Linked DNA regions of Zea mays: region 1 is linked to region 2. A link is a contact called in public Hi-C data. All regions are on one chromosome and are shown on one strand. The core of a region is the stretch at or near the end of the contact, and the rest is flanking DNA. Distances in the headings are between cores, read along the strand shown.

What was found. Hi-C and Micro-C count contacts between places; a contact is called where the count stands out from the background.
Region 1: a Hi-C map of endosperm shows a contact between it and region 2, with 2.5 times the contacts expected there. The contact joins the promoter of LOC100193503 here to the promoter of LOC100216600 in region 2. A contact is called at or near these places in 7 of 25 Hi-C or Micro-C datasets (ear, endosperm, leaf and 2 more).

Annotation. Positions count from the first base shown.
Region 1 is chr1:12,230,030-12,233,411 of Zm-B73-REFERENCE-NAM-5.0, forward strand. It overlaps LOC100193503 (DEAD-box ATP-dependent RNA helicase 38), which reads left to right and starts at 1,345. Exons shown (of 8, transcript NM_001138616.1): 1 at 1,345-1,718; 2 at 1,853-2,146; 3 at 2,237-2,464. The coding sequence starts at 1,455.
Region 2 is chr1:12,076,479-12,079,453 of Zm-B73-REFERENCE-NAM-5.0, forward strand. It overlaps LOC100216600, which reads right to left and starts at 1,641. Exons shown (of 10, transcript XM_008666607.4): 1 at 1,127-1,641; 2 at 950-1,017; 3 at 632-858. The coding sequence starts at 1,526.

The sequences.
Region 1 (3,382 bases), core at 95-2,594, 150 kb after region 2:
ACGACATTGAAACATTAAACTAGACTTCCTGTTATACTTTCTATCTTACTTTCTATTTTAAAGTTTATTTTGTAAATAATGCAATTTACAGTGTAAAATAGTATTTTGCACGGTCTTTTACACGGCCTGCTGAAGATGTTTTTAATCTACTAATTGTCATAATTAACAAAATCACACATAGATCTTTCACCATGACATCATGGTTGGTGGAGGAGAGCAGCGCACGGTTAAGGTCGAAGCAGAGGATATGTGGCATCGAGGTTGATGCTACGATCTATTGTACCGAGATTAGTACCACAAATCTTTGATACCAACCTTAGTGTTGTAGATCTTGGCATAAGGTCCCGCCATGTCACAACCACCGTCTCCATGCTAACAGTGGCATTGCCCTGAAGGCTGAATGTGTAATCTCCATGTTATAGATCATAGGCTGATTCAAAAAAGTGTTTAAATCTCTGGTTCTTTATGGTATAGAAATAGGTGAGATTAGGTGACCTTTTCTTCATTTTGCATTTCTTATTAATTTTATATACCGCTATTCTGAAGAATATTTTTTTATTCTTGCTTATCCTACTTTCCCCGTTGTTCTAAGTAATATGCGTGGTACAAAGTTTGTGATAGAAACTTCTTTAAGTCATTGTATTTTTCTGTTCATACAAAGGAAACAAATATGTGATTTTCCAAATTGGAAAATAGAAATGAAGCCCTTTTTGTTCAGTCTATCTGGACCTTTTCTTGTATAATAGGAATTAATTAGAATATTATATTCTAAGTATTTCGTTTCATCTAGGAACAGAACGTCAAAATATTCCTTGACTTGAATAAAATCTGGAATTGTGTTGATAAATTAGTTTTTCAGAGTTTAGAGATAGATTAGTTTTTCATAAGTCCAAACATAATTTTTTTATTGAAAAGGAGCTAAAATAAAAAAACGCGATGGACAGGATAGGATCGAAACGTGTAATCTCGATGCTATAATTCTTAGGCTGATTTACAGGATTTAAAGATAGATTAGTTTTTCAGAAGTCCAAACATAATTATTTTATGAAAAGAGCTAAACGCGAAGGATAGGATGCAATTGTTCTACTAGTTCTCATCATGCTCCTACGGCCCGACCCACGTCACCGGCCGCTAACTCTCTTCCCATTCTGAGGCCCGGTCCACACTCCATCCTCAAACGGCCGCCGCCAAAGTGGGCGTGGCCCAACGAGAGCGCGGATTAACCGCTGCCCGCTGCGTAAATCGCAAGCAGAGAACACACGGTGACACGGAGGCAGTCCGCTTGAAAGCTAAGCTAAACTGCTCTAGCACGCATATAAACCCTTGACAAATCAAGAGTGGAGAAAAAAAAACACGAACCCACTAGCCCTCTCTGCTTCCTCTCCGTTTCTCCTCCACTCACCAGTCACCACTCCTGATTGCTGTCGAGTCTCGATCTGCCAGCGCGCGGCGCGATGGCCGACAAGGCGGCGTCCCCGGAGAAGAAGTCATGGGCCGACGTCGAAGAGGAGGAGGAGGCCAAGGCTAAGGCGACCGCGGCAGCCGAAGCGGCGGCGGCGGCCGCCGCGGCGTCCTCTTCCTCCTCCATCACCGAGCCGGCGGTGGAGGAGCAGGCCAAGCAGATCGAGGCGCTCTCCCTCGCCCCGTCGGTGGACGACGCCGCAGGCGAAGAGGGCCCGCCCCTCCTCGATGACTCCGACGACTCGCAAATCCAAGCCGTACGATCCCGTTCCCCTCCCCCCCACTTCCGCCGGCGGTGGCACCAGCGCCGACGCTGACACTAGCCCTAGCCAGTCTCGCTGGCCTCGGGCTGCTGATTGACTGATGTAATTTCGATTTGGCTGCGCTCCAGGTGATTTCGGGTGGCACGGTGTACGAGTCGGCCACCACGTTCGAGGATCTGAAGCTGTCGCCCGAGCTGCTTAAGGGGCTGCACGACGAGATGGGGTTCAGCCGCCCGAGCAAGATCCAGGCGATCACCCTGCCCATGATCCTCACGCCGCCCTACAAGGACCTCGTCGCGCAGGCGCACAACGGCTCTGGCAAGACCACCTGTTTCGTCCTCGGCATGCTCAGCCGCGTCGACCCGCAACGCAAGATACCCCAGGCTATCTGCATTTGCCCCACCAGGGAGCTTGCGCAGCAGGTCGAATCACCGTTCTTATACTATGCTCTCGCATCATATGGGTAACCTCTGTTGTTAATAGTGCTGAGTTTGCTTCATCCAACTCTGCAGAATAAGGCAGTTCTCATGAGGATGGGCAAGTTTACTGGCATTACATGCGCCTGTGCAATCCCGCCAGCTCAAAAAGACTACATGCCGATCTCGAAAATGGCTCCGATCACTGACCAGATCGTTATCGGCACATCTGGTACGCTCATCAAATGGATTACCCATAAGAAGCTGGCCACAAGGGACATCAAGATACTTGTGTTTGATGAGGCAGATCATATGCTTGCTGAGGTATGTTTGAGTTTCATTCTTGTTTTGTTATCATAATAATTCCTAGGGTATTTGAGTTACTATAATGCTGCAAGGAGCAATGTATCAAGAAGCATACTAAGTTGCTCTGACTGTGCTTGGCTATCACATCACAACCGACTGATTAAGTGATTATTAAAAAGAGTAGAGGAAAGTTATTCATGTTTGAGTTCCATTCTTGTTTTGTTATCATAATTATGCATAGGGTATTTGGGAGGTTACTATAATGCTGTAAGGAGCAATGTATCAAGAAGCATAGTAAGCTTCTCTGACTGTGCTTGGCTATCACATCACAACCAACTGATTAAGTGATTCTTAACAAGAGTAGAGGAAAGTTATGCACTTGTATACAATGATTGGTACTTTCTGTGATGTTATGCCTTTCCCAAACTTCAAACAGATATTGTTGATGTGTCCTCACAATATGGATGTGCTATTTTCATCATGTCTAGACGCAAACCATTAGATGAATTCTACTCCTGTTCCGAATTATAGGACATTTTGGGTTTTCTAGATTCATAGCTTTTAGTACGCACCTATATATACATTATGTCTAGATATTTAGTGAAAACCATGTATCTAGAAATGTCAAAATGTCTTATAATTTGGAACAGAGGGAGTAATTAGCAACACAAAGTAATGATTTGTTTTTTAACCTTTTACAACCCCAAGCAATGCATATGGTATACTACATTGCTACAAAACAACTTTTTGTCTAGTAGCATGCAGTACATTCTATTTCCTATGTACACTAAAAAGAAGAAAAAAAGGATTTCTATATCCTTATTGCTAGAATGATTTTGGACTTTCCATATTTTATGCTAGAATAAAAAAGGATTTCTGCCAAACAACTGATTTCTTTGTCTTCTACTTCATTTCTGGCATGATAGTTCTTTTTAT
Region 2 (2,975 bases), core at 391-2,890:
TTTCTTACTATAGCCCATGAACAGCAGACCCGTGTAAGCGTCTTGGGCCGTAAAACAAGAACTCACACCATAGCCCAGTATACCAAAGTTTTGGCCCAGTCCTTCTGCTGGGCCAGAGCTCAGAGGACTAGAAGGCGAAAACGTCAAGGGAAACCACTGTCAGGTCAATTTCACTGGTCACTGGACACGCAACACAGCGTCACAGCGATGACAGACTCGTGACTTTCACGAGTTGTTCACTCACAGTGAAAGTTGCATGAACAGTGAACTCAGGACAGCGAAGCCATGCATGAACAGAACAAGCAGGATAACCGTGAACAGCATGGCTATCTAGCTAGATAAGCTAATGCTTTTAACAGGTGCTAGCCTGCTAGGTACATAGCGAAGCACAGCCGCACATGCAGACGCGTGCATGCATGATGCATGGTGTCCACCTGGACACACCTCATCGGCGGCCGATGGACCCACTCAACTTACCGAAAGCTACTGACCACACAATTAAAAACAATATAAATATACTCTGTGCCCCAGAGAATTAATTGACCAATTAATGCGCCCGGCGAGAAATCAACCGGAGTCATACGTACGTGTCATGGAGGACACGGCATGCAGGTCGGTATAGCTAGGTTACCTGCGCTTGAGGGACTTGCTGAAGGGCTCGTCGTTGTAGGAGATGCAGCCGTCGACGGCGCCGCCGGCGGCGGCCCTCCCGCCCAGGATGCTCAGCAGCGTCGTCTTGCCGCTGCCGGACGGGCCCATCAGCGCCAGCACCTCGCCGGGGGACGCCGACCCGGATATCCCTCCCAGTATCTCCCGCGGCGAGCCCTTCCCCGCCACCCTGTACTTCACCTCCGCAAACTGCCACGCACGCCGCCGCTTAGATACGAAGCTTTTCCGCTGCGCGACGTGCATGCATGCATGGCGGTGTGTGCTTTCGATCGTTTTTTACCTTGAGGTATATCGGCAGGGTCGGCTCGGTCACCAGTTTCTTGCGCCGTGTGCCGGCTTCGATGTCCACTGCTGCGGCCGCGCAGGACGTATATATATGCACGCATATGCAACCGTCGTTAGAGCTGGCTAGCTAGCTAGCTATGTTCTCGGATGGACTGGCGCGTACTATACGTACGGTTCTCGTCGTCGCTGAATGAAGGCGGGTCGGCGGAGCACATGTGCTGGAGCGGCGGGGTGAAGCCGGTGAAGGTGAAGGAGAAGCCGAGGCTGGCGCTGGAGGCGCGGCTGAGCGCGGCGCCGCTGCTGACGAGGTCCTCCACGTCCAGCTTCAGCTGCGCGCTCCGGGACTTGCGGATGTGGCTGTTGTTGTTGCCGCCGCCGACCGACGCGGAGCGCCGCTTCCTCCCGAACCCGGCGGGCTTGGCCGCGTCCGCCGCCGTGCCCAGCACCGTCTCCGCCGACGCCGTCCGGCTCAGCGACAGCGACGGCGCCAGGTGGTCCGACTTGGCCCGCCCGACCCCTCCGCCGCCGCGCGCCGCGTCCATCACCGCCGGCTTCTCCATTGTCGACTCCATCGTCACCTCGCCTACCTAGCTGGCTGGAGACGTGCTCGCGCGCGCACGGCTACATACAGCTAAAGGAAAACTGTAGCTGTTACACGGGCGGGCGATATATACGTCTGCCAGCGACGGACGGACCCGCCGCGCGCGAGCGACTCGGTAGGCAGGCAGGCAGGCAGAGCGAGCGAGATTGAGGCGAGCTCTGGCGCGGCGCGCGGGGCGATGGCGAGAGCGACGTCGGAGGCGACGGAGGGGCAGGGGCTCGCCAGCGCGGCGCGAGGGCGACGGGTGACCCTCGGCCCGCGCATTGATGGCGCGGGAAAGTGGTGGTGTGGCCGGCTGGCCGCGCCCGCACGGGCTTGCACCCTCCACACACGCCGGTCTCACGACGACGTATCGCGCAGGGCACTGCACCTGCACCTGAGCTGTGGGCCGGGTGCCGCCGTGCGCTGCATCGCCTGCCTCCACCATCCAGCCACCTGGCGGATCCCTGGCTTCTATTCCTCAATCGCCTCCCGTTCCATGCCCTCGGCCCCTCGCTCCCTGCACCGTCTCCATGACTCGTCCTCTCGCCTGCCGGCATCCTCATCTTGGACCTGGATACATATTTCCATGTTTTTTTCGTTTGGCTGACATATTATATTGGCTTCGTACGGTTATTAGTTATTAATTATGTCGTTGCGGTGTCGAATTCAAATTTGAAATAGTGAAGGAACGCGAGAATTTATTGAGAGTCAAGAAAACGGAATGATACAAGCAAAACCTTTAAAAAACTAGTATTACGTATAATACAATTTCACATCAATGTACAATACAAGTTTAAGAAAGAAAACTATATAAATAAAATAAGTAAACATACCACTAGTTGTCGATTGAATCGAAACTGTGCGTGCCTTAAAAAATGTTGATCTCTTCGATGGGCGGAAGCGCCGGAAAAGGGACGGGTTACGAGACACCTCTGACGAAGAGCCATGTCTTGTTGGTTCGCTAAGCTCATCGTTCGTCGGGATGTATCATCGTATTGTCACGACGAGTGAAATCAGGCTTACCAGCCTGCGTCAGCATCATGACGATAACCAATAGGGGCAAGGGCAGCAGGGTCGGGCAGCATTGTGCGTGGTAAGGCCATCTTCAGCACAGTAGTAGAAAAAGACTTAAAACCTGCGGTGTGGTATATTTTTACAGGTGTATTCAGTTATCAACTGTATTTGCTATTTTTAGTGTCGGTTCCTTAAGAAAATTGTCACTATAAATCATATTTCTAGTTTTCTACATGAGGTTTTTTTAAAAAAATTGCATGTAGAAATGGATTTCTAGTGGCAGTTTTTTAAGTAACTGCATGTAAAAATCGATTTCTAATGACGGTTTTCTTAAGGAATCACACTAGAAATCATATTTATCCTTATTTTTTCGAGTTTTCCAAACGACCTTGACGATGAAACCACCAAAATAAAAAGTTGTAGA